2 separate regions of the Mus musculus genome follow, and region 2 is linked to region 1. A link is a contact called in public Hi-C data. All regions are on one chromosome and are shown on one strand. Each heading gives the region's core, a stretch centred on a gene start, on an enhancer-like site or on the middle of the called end of the contact. The rest is flanking DNA. Distances are from core to core; before and after follow the strand shown. Region 1 overlaps Ctnnd2 (catenin (cadherin associated protein), delta 2). Region 2 overlaps Ctnnd2 (catenin (cadherin associated protein), delta 2).

Region 1 (7,969 bases), core at 3,285-5,784:
TGAATCATATTTGTTTACCCATCCTGTCTACATTTATACATCATATTCTCTTAAAAAATGTTTCTTTGCCTTGTGAGCCAGGGAAGAGGGGGTGAATATGCATTCAATCCACCTTGTTTATTGAGTTTAATTTCTAAAAGAAAGTTGAGAATTTAGGAGCAACGGAGGACAAAGGAAGACACCTAAGAGGAAGGGTGAGCCTGTGACATTGCAGGACTTTGTACTAACTGTGGAACTCTCTGAGCTAGAATATTCTCATTTGAACAGGTTGGTCCCTATGATCTCATTTAAAGCATGAACACTTCCTACATCAAGGTGCTTGCCACATTCCTGGTTTAGAACTTTTTTTTTTTCCATGAAGTCTGATTTGGTCAATTTTCCTCCTGTGTCCTCTATTTCTGGAATTTGGGTTCATACTTCATTTTATTTTGAGCAAATCAGTGGGTGAGAAATAAAGATAGCAGTCAATTTTCGGGCATGTACTCTTTACAGGAGGAATTTTAACCACTCAACCTTTTGTGGGACCAATGCTCTGTCTCTCCATAGCCTTTCTGCTCCAGCATTTGACACTGGATTTGCCTATCTAGTGATTTAGATTCCTAATGCACCTCTTGCTCCAGCCTGACCTCTTTCTCACTCCTATCTAAGAACATCTAATTCTATCCATAACTAAAGCTTTTAACCAGATCTCAGAGGATTGTCCATTTCTTCAGACATCCCAAAACACACACATAGATTCAATATTTTCTCCATTGTTTCCATGTACCGGTCATTCTGTCTCCAGATGAGAGCCCGTTCTTCCAACCACCAGTGTTAACACAGTCAATAAGCCTCATGTAAAATGAGAGGATAAAAGACCATTGTTGTCTCTGCCTTCAGGTACTAAGAAAATGATTTCAGGGTCTCTAACAGTAACACACTTTCACTCAGGGCACAAAATGGTGGCTAATGAAATTTTAGTCATTATTACTAAAGACAGCATCTTTGGATGCAAATTTATCAGGGAGGAGATAACAATGGAGGATGGTGGTCTTTCTATCTTAGTATCTCATGCAAATACAATAGTTTGCATCCTAGTGCCTCTTAAGTGTACCCACTGAGAGTTTGAAATAATCTTCAATGACCTTCCTTCTTATATAACACCCAATTCCCATTTCACATGAATGAGTTGACTTCATAGCCACCACCTTCTGGCAATGTTAATTCCATCCCGCTGAGATATGTGCAAGGCACGTCTGAAGAGAGGGTGGTGAAATGACAGGGTGATAATAGGAATCTTACAGCCAAGTGTCCAGCAAATGTGGGGAAAACAAGCCATGATGTCAAGACAGAATGGAACAAATCAATGCCAGCTGTTCAGCTGTGTAGACCTCATTGGAAAGTCAAAAACTATGGCAAAGAGCTGTCTACAAAAGTTTACGAAGCTGACAGATAGATGCTTTAAACAACCACGGTGTCATTCTGGGTCACCTAGCAAGACAGCAGATGACAGGAATCAGCACACTGAAGCAGACTCTTAGGCACCTTTCCAGAGCAGTTGCAGTGACATACGACAAAGCATCCTTTTCTGACCAAGTCTTGCACTGAGCAGGCTCTAATCTTTTTGCTCTGTACTTTATCTCGGCAAGAGCCTTGTTAGCTGTTTCAAGTATCTTAGTAAGTAAATTATGATTCACTTAATTCAGCTAAGAGACAGACACCTGGGAACTAGGAAGACCATGTTTCTGAGTAGTTCAAGGTGATGCTGGTTCCATTAGGCCTGATTAAAAGTTTAGAAATACTATTATGTTGATGATGTTAGCTATACCAAGTAATTCCTCAAAAAATTATAATTACATGTAAGTATCTTAGATGACAGACTATAAATTTGTAGATGACAAGGCTCCAGAGTATGTACTTTGAGTCCTCCCCCCCCCCCCGCCCCACGCCCCCAGGTTATGAGTTGGATGTGCCTGTGCGTTAGGAATGCCTATTATACCTTTGGCAATGGCATATAAAAGTGACAGTCAACATCTTAAGTATTTGCTCACATGCATTGGTCCTAGTTTCTGGTACCACAGCCTTCCCGAGGACAGTGAATATAAGCAGTCTTGGAGGTTACTGAACTCACTTAACTCCATCACTATTTTGTCCCCTTGAACTGCATCCATTATCTTGAAGACCATGCTTTAACCAAATATTTCTCCCGACTTGGTGAGGAGATGGGTCAATGACTAGAAAACCATTATTTTTAGCTGAAAGCCTCACATGACTTTATTTACTCATTCTTCGTATTACACCAACAAAGTAAGCATTTAATTATTTGAGACATCTCCAAAATACAGAGGCTAAGTGGTTTCCACAACAATAGCCAGTCCCACTGTTTCAGATCTCTAAGCCTAATCCCATACATTGTTTTTATACAGACTGCTGACTCAGAAGTCTTGCAGCCATAACATAAGACTCATCTTTTCATGCTCTCCTTTAACTTTTTCTCCCTACCCTGCTCCCCCACATCTGAAAATAAAATGACAGGGTTTCCTAGACATTGGAAGAATTTCCACTGCAATGTTCAAGTTCACACCTCAATGGAAGTAATTCCTTCTAACAACAATACTTAACCTTTAAGGGAGTCACTGTCAAATCTGGGAATATCTAACAAAGGCAATGGCAAGACAGAAGTGTCCTTCTCCAACACTCTCGCAGTAGTAGAGAAAGTAGCCTTCTCATATTTAGTGGGAGAAAGGAAAGACTGGCTTCAATGAAAACCAAGACACCCATATTCTCAAAAGGACTTTGCATATGCTCATTGGCCCTCACTGCTCCCAAAGCCACTCTCTCCTCTCTGTGTCTCCTGATCCCAGAATCAAGAAGACTGACTCTGCCTTTCAATTTTATGGCAATAAATCTCATCTCTGTATCATGCTCTGTGTAGGTGCATTTCTCATCTTAGCCTGGGAAGAACTGACTGCCAGTCACACCATTGATACTTTCTTGTATTGACTTAACTCTCTAGGTTTCTTCTTTAACTGTTTATGTCCCAACTGTAGAATCCATATTTAGCTGTATGAATTTTCTTTCACCTAATATAGAATATATGCAATTAACAGTGAGCGAATAGATGGCTGATAAACAAGGAATCTTCTGAACAATTTTCTGAGTGAAGGCAAACTTCTCTGGACATGAGAACATCACCCGGGTGTGTTCTTCTTCCACTGACCAAGTCTCCTCTCCCAAAGTCCGAGGTCTAAATTGTGAATTCCACATTTAGAAATATTGTTTTAAATACTGTTTTGAGATGCCTTCCTACATACTATTATCTTACCTCCCTTTTGCATCAAAACTATCCATTTTCCCATAATTTTCCCTCTTGATGACTAAAATTATTTTTACTGGTAGCTGTTTGTTTGTAAGAATGTCCTAGTCTCTTATAAGAAGGAAATATGTTTTGTCTTTTTTGGTGACACCACAGTTTCTAAGAGCTCTGTCACTGGATCAATGGAAACCAAAATTTGCCTGTAAAAATGTGGTACTCAAGAATTTTTCTTTCTTGCTTAAACTCATATTAATGAAATGTCAAAGAAAATCCATCTTTATAGTGCTAGAAAACACATCTACTGACTTTTTCATCCCTTTTTGCTAGCAATGAATGGCAACATTGTATCTTTTATATAATATTTCTTATTCAAAAGCAAAATTACATTACATTCACAGCTCTTGCATCTACTCATATTATAAACAAATAAAGACTGTTAAAAGAAGAAACTAATAGGAAAAGAAACAGACGTACTTAAAGGATTCTACATGGTACTGAGCAATACAGGCAGGGAAGAAATAGAAAATGAAGTCAAGCTCAGATCCTGCTGATGAGCTTAATCTAGTGAGAGAGTTGAACTCTACTCGAAGTTTACTACAAATGAGGATGTTAAAGTAGAAAGAAAGAAATAGAAATGAAACTTACAGAAAACTTTTCAGAGAAGAGGAAATTACTCAGAGGCCAAGACAGGCATGCATACACGTGGTCATTTGGGGACAGTAACAACTTACCACTGATCACGAGTAAGAGTGGAGGGATGCCAACACATTACAGAAATATGATTATAAGTTACCACACTGTAACAGGAAATGATGATGCTGCATGGGTATATGACAGAAAGCACAAGCACTTGTCCCAGGTAATTGAGTGAAGCAGGGGCTATACTATCAGCCAAATGGGTCACTTGGCAAAGAGGTTCATCAAGGATCCTGCTTTTCCTAGCTATCGAAAGCACTGGAGTGGCTCAGTTACTTCCATACTATTAACAAAATCCCCTCAGTAAGTTTTTTAGAACTCTTTGTTTCACTGACAAATACGTAATGAGAATGGCTATTTGGGGAAATCTCAGGATGCACAGTGTAAACAAACGTGGCCTATGCACGAAGCCACTCTATTACAGTCTTAATTGCCCATTCCTACACATCATTGCCAGATGCCATGCTTTTTCATAACCAAGTACACAGTGAAATCCTTCATGGGCTTAGAACATAGAACTGTTGGTCATTTTAGCCACAGAAACAGCCTCACTTCCTTCTGTTTCATTTCTGTTCCTCCTGATAATACTTCATTCATTTGGGATGCACAAGGTTAGGAGCCTCTTTTCCCCATGACCCCATGGTGATTTTGTTCATCTGCCTGCTTTGGGTTTTTTTTTTTCATGGAATAAAACTATATTTTGATTCAATCTGTCCATTGAATCTAAATTAATCACGAAGTCTATCTACTGAGCTGTATGCCCTCAGTTCCAAATGCATGCACACTTTATATAACTTAACACCTGCACATAAATCATTGCCATATAAACTAAGCACATTTCCAGACACATTTTTCCTGCTACTGTGATGCCTGATATTGACTAAAGGGTCTCAGGTCATCATCAGAGCAACACCAGATAAACCGAGTCACTACTGTAATTGTACCTTGTGTGATGATGTTTTGCCATTTAGGTAACAGCAGCTACAGTCTTCCTGAATTTCCTTCTGTGAGCCCCAGTGAAAGACTGATAATGCAAAAAGTATTAAACTAGTGTAAAGGGGGTGAACTGGCACTCGGGGTTAAGTAAACAATTTAAGACTATTCAATGAGTCAGTGGTACAGTATGAAAGAAAGCCAAGAAAGACAGCCTAGAGCTCTTTACCATTCTTCATAAGATAATTAATATGCATATACATGTCAAGTCTTGCTTTTCATCTGGGAAATCTATTTTCCCCACCTTAGGAGACAGCAGTCAAAACTCTGATATTAACATGTTTAAATCCAAATAAAACAACAGAATCTGATGCACTGTTCACTTCTGCACTGCTCTGGGTTCAGTGTTAAAGTCTCTTTACTATCGTGGCTTTCATGGTTTGAACATATCAGTGTGATCTGTTCTCAGATCAACATCAAAAGACTGAATTTTAAACCTGGCTTCAAGCTGTGACGGTTTTTACTTTCTTTTCCCTTTATTATGCTCCCCCATTTTGAAATCCCTCTGCCGGGAACAAACTAAGCATGGTTCGACAAGGAGTATGTTCATATTTGCCTCTTGATAATCAAACAGGAAGTTGTAGGGATGCTGTGCTGATGAACGTGCCACAGTGTGAATCATTTACATTGCAGCTACATGAACTGTGCCGGTGCCTCCCCGCTCCACAGTCTCCATCTTTCCACAGCCCCCGGTATGTGGAATGCCTTACTGGGTGTGCATCACTGAGCTCCCAGGCTCTTTCCAGTTATCAAGAACAGCTTACCAGATGTTCCCGGTACACTGAATTTGTCACACTGCAGACAAGCTAATATCATTATGTGAGACCACAGGGGGAAAAGTAAAAGACTCCACATTTAATCCATAGTAAGTACCATGGGACCCATCAAGGCAGTTGGGTTTGCTCAGGATACAGCAGCTTCGAGCAAATGAGGGCCGCATAACAACTTAGTTATGATGGGCGGCAGGATCCGACACCATAAGCTCGGCTCCATTAAAGTGGATGCAAGTACATGAATTCATGTACAAAGTATAACCTTAGCATCTGTCTGTGCGCAGGCAACATTTTGTGGATGCCTTTTTAGGAACCGTCACATCATCCTCCTGTCCCTTGAAACCAGGTACTAAAGTTTCCATCAACCGCATGCAGCTCTACCTGACAGGAAGGACAGACTGGCATTAGCCCCCTGGGCTGACGCACAGGGCTGCGGGCTGCTTATGATTTTGGCAGCTATTTCATACCTATTAGGCCAATTTTTGCCCAAACAATTTTCCCTTGCTAATCAAGTGGGGAAAGCAATAGTCTAGGAGGAAATTAAATAGTCAACAAGATATGTGTACCTAATAAACACTCCAGAACCGGTATTTAGTCAAATCAAATGATTTAATCCGATCCTGTCTCACTCAGCGTGGAGGACCTAGTTTAATAAACTTAAGCAATGCATTCTGCCATAGAAGTAATGTCCCATTTTCCTTCCCCAAGTGATACAAATAATTTGTAGGCACAGAAGAAACAGTATCAATATTTTAACTGCTACTTCTGTTTTACAGACAGGGAACAGGACTAGAATATCAATATGGTTTTATATATTTATTTAATTAAATCTATTTTCATGCAGTTTTGTGCACAGGATAGTTAAGTATTTCTGTGAACAATCTAATTTTCTTATCACTTCCACAACTTATTGAGAATGCATCTACCAATCTCTGGAGTATGTTTTTACCTTCATAGCTCAGCCCTCCCCTCCAGAAACCTCCAGTATGCATAAAATTGAGTACCATAAATACCACTTTAGATTTATTATTTTATGTGTATGTGTGTGTGGGTGCACATCTGTACGTACATATGTGTGGCCATGTGTGAGTGCGCAGACGAAGAACAAGGTCTTAAGTGTCATTGCTTAGAAGCTGCCTACCTTGCTTTTGAGTCCGTATCTCTTACAGACTCTCATAGGCCTGTGGCTCACTGAATAAGGTAGTATGGAAGGCCAGCGAACCTCGGAGATCTGTCTGTCTTCATCTTCTCAAAATCTGGCATTCTGAATGTGCAACACGACACTTGGCTGTAACAGTTTCTGAGAACTGAATTTGGTTCCTTCTGCCATCAAAACAAGCACTTTGTTTACTATTTCTCAAGCCTGGAATTCAAAATTCACACCACTGAATGTCATGTGACCCTTATTAATCTAGGCACCATGCCTTTACAGCCTTAAGTTTGGGTGGCCTCTAGAAGATCATGTAGACGTTGGAGAGTTACCAAGACCAGCAGCTCAGATCTACCAAGCGCCAGCCTTAATCCTCAAAATCACAGTCTCCCTTCTTGTGAGAATCTGTGGCTCCATTCTTGCTTGCCATCAAATTTACCACAGCATTATGCTTCTGCTCACAGCATTCATACCATGCAGTGTGAAATCCTTTCGTGTTCTGTGACTGAGACAGGGCCCTTCATCATGGTTTGTACAGGTCTTCCAATTATGACACATCTGTTGTCTTTCTTGTTGGTTGAATCCATTTACCTAACTTTGTAATCACCAACAGTTCAGATACTATTCCAGACACAGCATGGCACGTATAAAGTCCACAAGTCCCAATATGTGTCTTACCATCTGAATTGGACTCCCTTTGGAGTAAGTTATGTTAACGTAAGTTTTCATAACTTTGACAAATATCAAATGAAACCTCAAACTATTTTGTAATATTCTGCTGTACCAGACATCTCTACACTGTGTACTCTGCAGTTGACAGCTTTCTGCCTACAGAGAAGACTGCACATATAGTCTCCCGTTTTTTATATCTTCATTGTTATTTCATAGTTTTTAGCATTTTGTGTTCCTCTCAAAACATGCTTGTATCTAATATATGCATATCATCGATTGCTTGTGCTTACTTCAAAGACATTGGTCTGATTCTTTGATTACAGATTTGAGTAGAAATCAGGAAGAGCTTATTGGTTGCTGACACTTTCCTACCGAGAATGATTCCTTAGC
Region 2 (7,969 bases), core at 2,478-4,977, 270 kb before region 1:
TCAGACCTGAAATGTCAAATTCCCACCATGAAAATTTAAAAGACTGCATACATTTGGTACGTGTGTGACAAGTTTGTCCTGATAATAAGCAAAGCAAAAAAGAAAACCTGCGACATAAATGTCATGTTTCCCACGAACATTCTGTAAAAGGACTTAACAAAAAAGGGCTCTCACCAGTGGGGACATTTTAGCGAGATTCTTTCTTATGTCTATGGATTTAATACTCAGAGAAAACAAGAGACATTTTACTCTCACGGTGGTGAATGTGAAGTCGTGTACAAGAGAGAAGGAAGAAATCCCCATGGTGGGACAGAAAAATCCCAGTCCCTGCAAAGGAGTTATAAATGCTTGAGCAGTGGCTGTAAAGTTCCAGAAAATGCTGCTTTGAATGTCAGCATGGTCACCATTGAAGGTGGGATGCAGAGAAGGTGGACGAATTGGGTCTTCAGAGACATGAAGGGGCAACAAGAGTGTAGGTCTCCTCTGTGTCCTGCACATTGGCTCTTCCAGAGGCACTGAGAAGGTAAATCATGCAAATCCGTTAATGGCGACCAATGCACGCATGGAAGCATCTAGAAGAAACCACTAAGGCTTCAGTAAATGTGTGTGAGCATGCTCAGAGGTGCATGCGCATTGTATGCGGGTGTATGGGGAGGTTAAAGGTCAACCCCGGGCGTTGCTGCTCAGTGATGCTCACCTTCTTTTTGAGACAGGATCTCCTTTTTCCCTGGACCTCATCAGTTTGACTGGGGTCAAAAACCCTTTATCAACCAAGCTATCTTCAAAGCCCTAATAATTATAATTCTGAGGAATAGACTGAGTGAGTTAAGGAGTCAATTCTGTCACGTTTCTACTTCCTTAACTTTTAAAATGGCCTAGGAAGCACATATAAAATGTTACATAAAAGGTGCTATAAAATGATGGCCCATTGATATCATTATGATCTTTACTTTTTCTCACAGAAATACACTTCAACACTGAGAGTTCAGAAGCCTGTAAGCACTTGCATTGGTGGCCTGTCCTGGAAATTATTTTTTTTTCCTTTTAATATCCAATTTCCATGACACTGAGTTGTGTGTATTTTGACTCTTTTAAACATTTGCACTATTGCAAGTGCTTGCTAGCAACATGCTCACAGGTCACTGGGGAGAGAAACCAACTACGAATGTTTGCTTTCCTCGGTGATGCATTTCATACTCTACTGCTTTCTTTGAGCTTTAGTAAACATTTAATTTTAAAAAGTTATGTATATGTATATGTGTATATATATATATATATATATATATATATATATATATATTTGTGTATACACACACACACACACATGCATGCACACACATGTGCACATGTGAACCTAGTAGGATTTTTTCCATTACATTTTTTCTTGAAGTTTTGACATCCAACTATTCATGTGTATGACCAGAGACTATATGTATGTGTATGTGCATGTGTATGTATATGAACATATACACGCACACACACATACATACATACATACATAAACACATACATACAGTCTGCAAAGGGTAAATACATATCTAAAAAAAACACCTCTTGTTGGAAAGAGTTACTGTCTGAACTTGCTCTCTGCAGCTCCTTACAGAATGATTCTTACAGGAATAATCCCCATGCCCCACAAATGGCAGACATGTTCAGAACCACATACCCACTCCGAACTCCATATTATAAAACCATCTACTGATGCAAATTTTAGACGTGGAATCTTGAGCCGTGTGACTGTGTAGATCCTGGGAATACTCTCCACGCAGCAGTTAATGTCAAAACATTTTCCACTGAACCAAAATCAGAAAGTAAACCTCCACAATGAAACGGACGAAATTTGAACTATGCCCTCAATTTTGAGTCAACTTTCCATGAATACTAGGATATACTTGAATTAGTTCCTTTAGGGACTTCCTCTAAATGGGGTCATTTTTATTTTTATTTTGCTCATGAGCAGAAACTGTGAGTACAGTAGGGGTTTTCTCCATTATGGTTTTTTTTTTCCCCTGAAGTTCTGACATCCAGATACTCATGTGCATGCCCAGAGGCTCACACACTGAAGTGGTATGCTATATAATCAATCTATAGTAAGCCTAATTGCTGGAGAAATACACCATACAACATGTGACATGGGCTGTCAGATATATGATTGTATTTCTGTAAGACCATTAAGTATGTCCAAGGAAAACAATGTAGTACAAAAGGGAACATAAACCTGATATTCTAATGCTTAATTTCACATTTTCTTATCCTTCTCCAGTGTCACATTTCTGGTTAGACGGATTTTTACATGTCTGGGAAACCAAAGATAATGCAAAGCTCATGGAAAATACAGGATCCGGCTTCAGTACAGGGCACCGTTAGAAGCAGCTTCAGGAGGGATCAAGCTCCTTTCTCCTTAAATGGGTAACCAGCATTGTGCTTCTGGGCTGTGTCTCTTAATACTTTCTTTGTGTGGCTTTATTGGATTATTGCAACCCAATCCTTATTCCTTATTATCGTGAGAAAGCTTAAAACAGCAGATAAGAAGCCTCCAATAATAACACACTAGTAGACAAGAGCTAACCAAATACTAGCTGGCATAAGTACCATGTTTAACCAAAATAAAAAATATTTTTATTTTAATTAAATTGTGTTAAGTAATATTCCAATAATTACTAGGCCTTAGCACTTGGCGATAAGATTTTAAAACATGTAAGCTAAGAAAAGGAGCATGTTTTAGTATTTTAGCTTTATGTTTTAAGGTATTTAAACGGATAAGCTAAATATGAAATATTAACACTGTTGCTCAACTTGCCCAATCTTACATTTGTTAACGTATAATTAAGTAAAAACCAATAACCTAGTGGGAGTGGTACACTGAAAGGTTCTATTTATGCGGTTCTAAATCAATTTTGAATCACCTTTTGTGATTATTTAAAGGGCTTCACTGCCTTTGAATGAGTTGAAGTTTACAGTTTAGAAAAAAATACAAACAAATGCTTACATGGATGTGTGTGTGAATACATGTGACCTGTGTGAGTGTGTACTGACCACTAACTGTCTGAGAAGGTGGGCAATAATCTCTTTTAAAGAGTAAAGTTAGATTAAGAGGAAAAAAGTTTTATGATTTTAATTTTAATTAGTGATTTTTCTGAGTATTTGCCTTCCTTACGTCCACACATATTACATATTTCCAGAAAACAAACAAAATAAAAACAGCAGCGATAATGGTAACATTGTCTGCTTTGATATAGAGCATAATCTCATAATCCACGGGGGCTTCATTGCTATCAGATTTTATATTCTGATGAACAGAGACTATTGGACTTAGATGATACATTGAAAAGGATCATAGTATGTCTTTGAGAATATGATATTATTTATAAAACTAGGTGTAATTAACAAGTGGGTCCTCACCTAGGTATAGAGGGATCCAGCAACATAGTTGCTCTGGCAACGTATAACATGCAAATACTTTGTGTATCTATGTGATTTGGCTGAGATACAGACACCATGCAACACACCTTTAATCCCTATAGCACACCCTTAATATACACCTTTAATCCCCAACAATGAAAGTAATGTTAGTTTATGGAAGGAAACAGCCATGTTTGAAAGTGATATTTAATAGAGGGCACACAAAGTGATGAATCAAAGATTTGACACAATGAGTCAGAGATAGAATATGCTCAACTTTCACAAGAACAGAACAGGAAAGGGAGGAGACTTAAGAAAGCAGTGCAGAAAGGAAGTCAAGGAGGAGGAGTAGGGAAGAGGAAAAGAAGGAAGGTTTGTTGTGTCAGTGTTGCAGAGACAGATTACAGTTGAAGACAGAATGAGCAAGAGAATAAGAAGGAGCCAGAAGATTAAAACAGATCACCAAGAGTTAGTTTGAGGCCAAGAAGAGCAATTCAGAGAAAAGCTGAGAAAAGCCAGTTTGAATCAGTCAGCTAGGAGAAGAAGACCTTTAACCAGGACAGCTGAGTTGACACAGCCAGCTAGAGTTCAGAAAGAGCTAGAAAGGGTGATATTATTCAGCAGTAGGCCTCTGAGATGATTATACCCAGGGCTACCTAAGAGTAAAGGAGAACAAAGAAAGGAGGGGGGTGGGTTCTGAGATTTAGCCTAAGAGGACAACCATTTCTGCTGAGTGAATTCAAACTCCCTAGTCTCAGATACAATTCCTAAACTCTTGTCATAATGTAAATTAGAATACCAAGTATTTTGAAATGTTGCCAAAATAATAATGCACTAAATACATCGACGATCGCAGAAAACAACCAGAGCAGCATGAGGTTGCTGCCTGGTCAAATCACATTGTTTATCTGATTTCTCACCAACCAACTGGATATACCACCATGACCATGCATGTGATTCTGTACTTACTGATGGCACTCCACATTACTGGTTCTTTATCTAAATCTTGGAGATACTTTCTGAATATAATACTTTTGGAAAGGCAAATGTCTGTGAGTCCATGCATATATATGTGTTGCATAGAGACCCAAAATTAAAGTCTATTCCCTTTTCCAAATCACCAAACCAATTATGTTTGTCCTATGGTGACATTTATGTGTTCTGTCCTGTTTAATCTTTTCATGACTAGTAAGAATGCTCTACACTAACTTGAACACTCAATACTGAGTAGTCCTTACATTACCAGATGATAGGCTCTTGTTGTACAAGTGTAACTATCTTGTGAAAACACCTCTAAATTTTATTTGTCTCAAGAAGATTCAAGTAAGTATCATATGAAAACATGGCAAGACAGCTTATCTATTTTTTTCTAACTCTAAGAAAAATACTAGAATTACACTCATGAACCTTATGGGTCCATGAAAAGGGGATTGGCTATTGGTCATATTTGGGCCACCTCCACTTTTTATATGGCTTGTAACCTAAATAAAAAAGGGAGGGGGGAACTTCACACAAGCTTTCAAAGCTTAGAGATCATTGAGGAGGGGGTCTGAAAGACTATAAGACCCAGAGCTTAAGGAAGACCTGGACAGAACTGTGGTTTCTAGAATATGATTGCCTGCACATCAGCAAACCAGTCTCATTTCAGAATGGATGGGCAAAGGCCCACAAGTCCTGCCCCTAACTGAGGAGCTATTTAGCTTCTAAGAATGGAGAGGTAGTTCTTTGAAGTGTGTGGTGACCCTGGTAAGTCAACCTTCTGCAGTGGGGGGCCCCACGCCCATGAATAAATGGGTACTAAGCATAAAAATAGAGCAGATCCCAGTTTGGGGGAGGGGATATGTGAGAAGTTAGTGGAAGGAAGGAGGGGAGTATGATCAAAATCAATTGCCTAAATTCTCAAAAAATAATTCAAATTGCATGTTTTTTAAAAAAAATAAATACTGAACTAAAACAATATAGCATTCATATATGAACAGTGGTGACCAATCTGATGAGGAAGTGTACAATTTTGAAGCCCTATAAGGCAGCAAGATACCTTCCACTAAAATCCCATTCTTCAGATTATATAAAAGATTATATAAAAGATTTTCAAAGCTGTATAAGATTAATCCCTATTATTTTTTTATAGAATAGTTATGCATTTTTAAAAGATTTATTTATTATTATATGTAAGTACATTGTAGCTGTCTTCAGACACACAAGAAGAGGGCATCAGATGTCATTACAGATGCTTGTGAGCCACCATGTGGTTGTTGGGATTTGAACTCAGGACCTTCAAAAGAGCAGTCAGTGCTCTTAACTGCTGAGCCATCTCTCCAGCCCTAATTCTTATTATTAACACTCACTTTTTAGCTTCATTAGTAATAACTGTGAAAATTACTTTTCATTTGTTGGACGAGCATCTTCATAATATTCTCGGGTTGGCCCTTTTGTCCACAAAGCTTAGAATATCAGGCTTCTCACTCTGCAGGGAGCTTACTCACTTACATATCTGAGTTGCCTTCAGAATGTCCACAGTCATGCATATGTTCCCACACCAGCTTACAGCGAGCTCACAGAGCAGGGTGAACACAACCTTTAAGGTATCTAAATGTCTGACAATGGAGTAATGGAAAAAGAAAATGTGGTACGTTTACAACAATGATAGTACTCAGCTGTTTTAAAAGATGACATAATAAAGAAATTTGTAAGAAAATGGATAGAGCTAGGGGGAAAAAATCAGCTTTAGACCACAGACCACAGACACAGCAGGTACTAGCTAATATGTGGCTATTAAGTATGTGATAAGCAGGCCACATTCCAGATAACCATGGAGAGTGGGTGTTGAGTAGGGAACTGTGGGGAGAGAAGGGCCTTCCTAGAGGGGATAATAGAATCAAGAGGTACAGATAGACTAAGAAGGGACTTGAGTGGGAGGAGCAAATGAGGAGATTCAGGGAAGAACAGGTAAGGGAGAGAATGCAGGAATGCAAGAATTGCTAAGACTAAGGGCCATTTAAGGGTCTTTTGGAAACCCAATACAGCAGAGTAGGAGCTTCTTAAAATCCATATATAAGCGAAACCTAAACAGATTCACCGAAGCTCCAACTGAACATCTGGAGGAGGTGTCCAGGGTTGGGAATGGTACCATCTAAGCAAGTCTCTGGTCAAACTAGGTCCTATGAAAAATCCCTAAACAACCTTGGCTAGTGCCAAGGCTATCTGACATTAAGGTCCTGTTGTTGAAGACAAGGACTGCATAAATTACTGAACCCAAAGAAGGAGAGCTGGTGCCTAGCTAGAGCCTTTGCCTCTATTGCCTAGTGTTCATGGCACAGGAAGGTATTCTGCAATCTACCAGAAGAAAAAGGAAAATACCAACAGAGCAAAAAACAAAACAAAACAACAAAACAAAACAAACAAAACAAAACCCTCTTAGATCTCCAAGATGCACTAGTGGTATAGTAACAAAACTTCTGAGGTGTAACCAACCAAGATCTGATTGGATTTAAGACCCACTCCATCAGATTTAGCCCATGCCTGAAACTGCTTGTGTAATCAAGAACCTGAAACTAGATAGGGTACAAACCTAGGGTAAAACCAAATAATACCATGTAATACTTTAATAAGCGTTTGCTGCAAGGACCCTGATATAGCTGTCTCTTGTGAGACTAGGCCGGGGCCTAGCAAACACAGAAGTGGATGCTCACAGTCAGCTATTGGATGGATCACAGGGCCCCCAATGGAGGAGCTAGAGAAAGTATCCAAGGAGCTAAAGAGACCTGCAACCCTGTAGGTGCAACATTATGAACTACCCAGTACCCCCGGAGCTCTTGACTCTAGCTGCATATGTATCAAAAGATGGCCTAGTCGGCCATCACTGGAAAGAGAGGCCCATTGGACACGCAAACTTTATATGCCCCAGTACAGGGGAACGGCAGGGCCAAAAAAATGGGAATGGGTGGGTAGGAAAGTGGGGGGGAGGGTATGGGGGACTTTTGGGATAGCATTGGAAATGTAATTGAGGAAAATATGTAATAAAAAAAAATATATATATATAAAAGTAAGAGAGAAGCCTGAATGGGGCAGGGAGCTAAGGAATTTTATGAATAAAGGGGTTGTTTGAAAAAAATTAATAATACTTTAATGCTAAAGAAATATAGCAATCAAGTGGCTCCTTGTGACATTCTGCCACACTCACAGATCAGTGGCTTGCTCAGCCATCATCAGAGAGGCTTCCTCCGGTAATTGATGGAAATAAATATGGAAAATAAATAAATAGTCATAGCTAGACAGTGTGCAGAGAATAAGAGGCTTTGGAACTCTCAGCACTAAATGTGATGTCTTCATCAAATCCCTCCCTCAGGGCTCAGGGAACTCTGTGAAAGAGGTGGTAGAAAGATTGTAGGAGCCAGTGAGGATGGAAAACACCAAGAAAGCAAGGTCTTCTGGACACCACAGGCCTGATACTCTTGTGAACTCAGAGACTGTATCAGAACTCACAGGGCCTGCCCAGCACAGGGCCCGATGCTGAGAGTGGAAGTGGAAACAAGCCCTAACACAGAAGTTCTCTCCAGTCCAGTTC

Evidence for each region. A called contact is a pair of places that touch in the nucleus more often than the background predicts.
Region 2: a Hi-C map of bone marrow-derived macrophages shows a contact between it and region 1, with 21 read pairs. The contact joins two enhancer-like sites. A contact is called at or near these places in 1 of 15 datasets of contacts at CTCF or cohesin (large pre-B cells), 4 of 484 Hi-C or Micro-C datasets (bone marrow-derived macrophages, cerebral cortex and embryonic stem cells), 4 of 115 datasets of contacts at active chromatin or transcription factors (astrocytes, embryonic basal ganglia and stem cell-derived neural progenitor cells) and 1 of 9 other capture datasets (liver).

The regions. Positions count from the first base shown.
Region 1 is chr15:30,465,041-30,473,009 of GRCm38.p6, reverse strand. All of the region lies in intron 2 of Ctnnd2 (catenin (cadherin associated protein), delta 2), which reads right to left. Among named protein-coding and RNA genes, the nearest start is that of Gm41284, 34 kb to the left of the region's middle. Within about 2 kb of position 4,534, at least 36 of the 459 cell types and tissues checked have an H3K27ac peak or open chromatin away from gene starts, as enhancers often do. A contact at or near this core is called in bone marrow-derived macrophages, where this site is marked.
Region 2 is chr15:30,732,804-30,740,772 of GRCm38.p6, reverse strand. All of the region lies in intron 9 of Ctnnd2 (catenin (cadherin associated protein), delta 2), which reads right to left. Among named protein-coding and RNA genes, the nearest start is that of Gm41283, 53 kb to the right of the region's middle. Within about 2 kb of position 3,727, at least 4 of the 459 cell types and tissues checked have an H3K27ac peak or open chromatin away from gene starts, as enhancers often do. A contact at or near this core is called in bone marrow-derived macrophages, where this site is marked.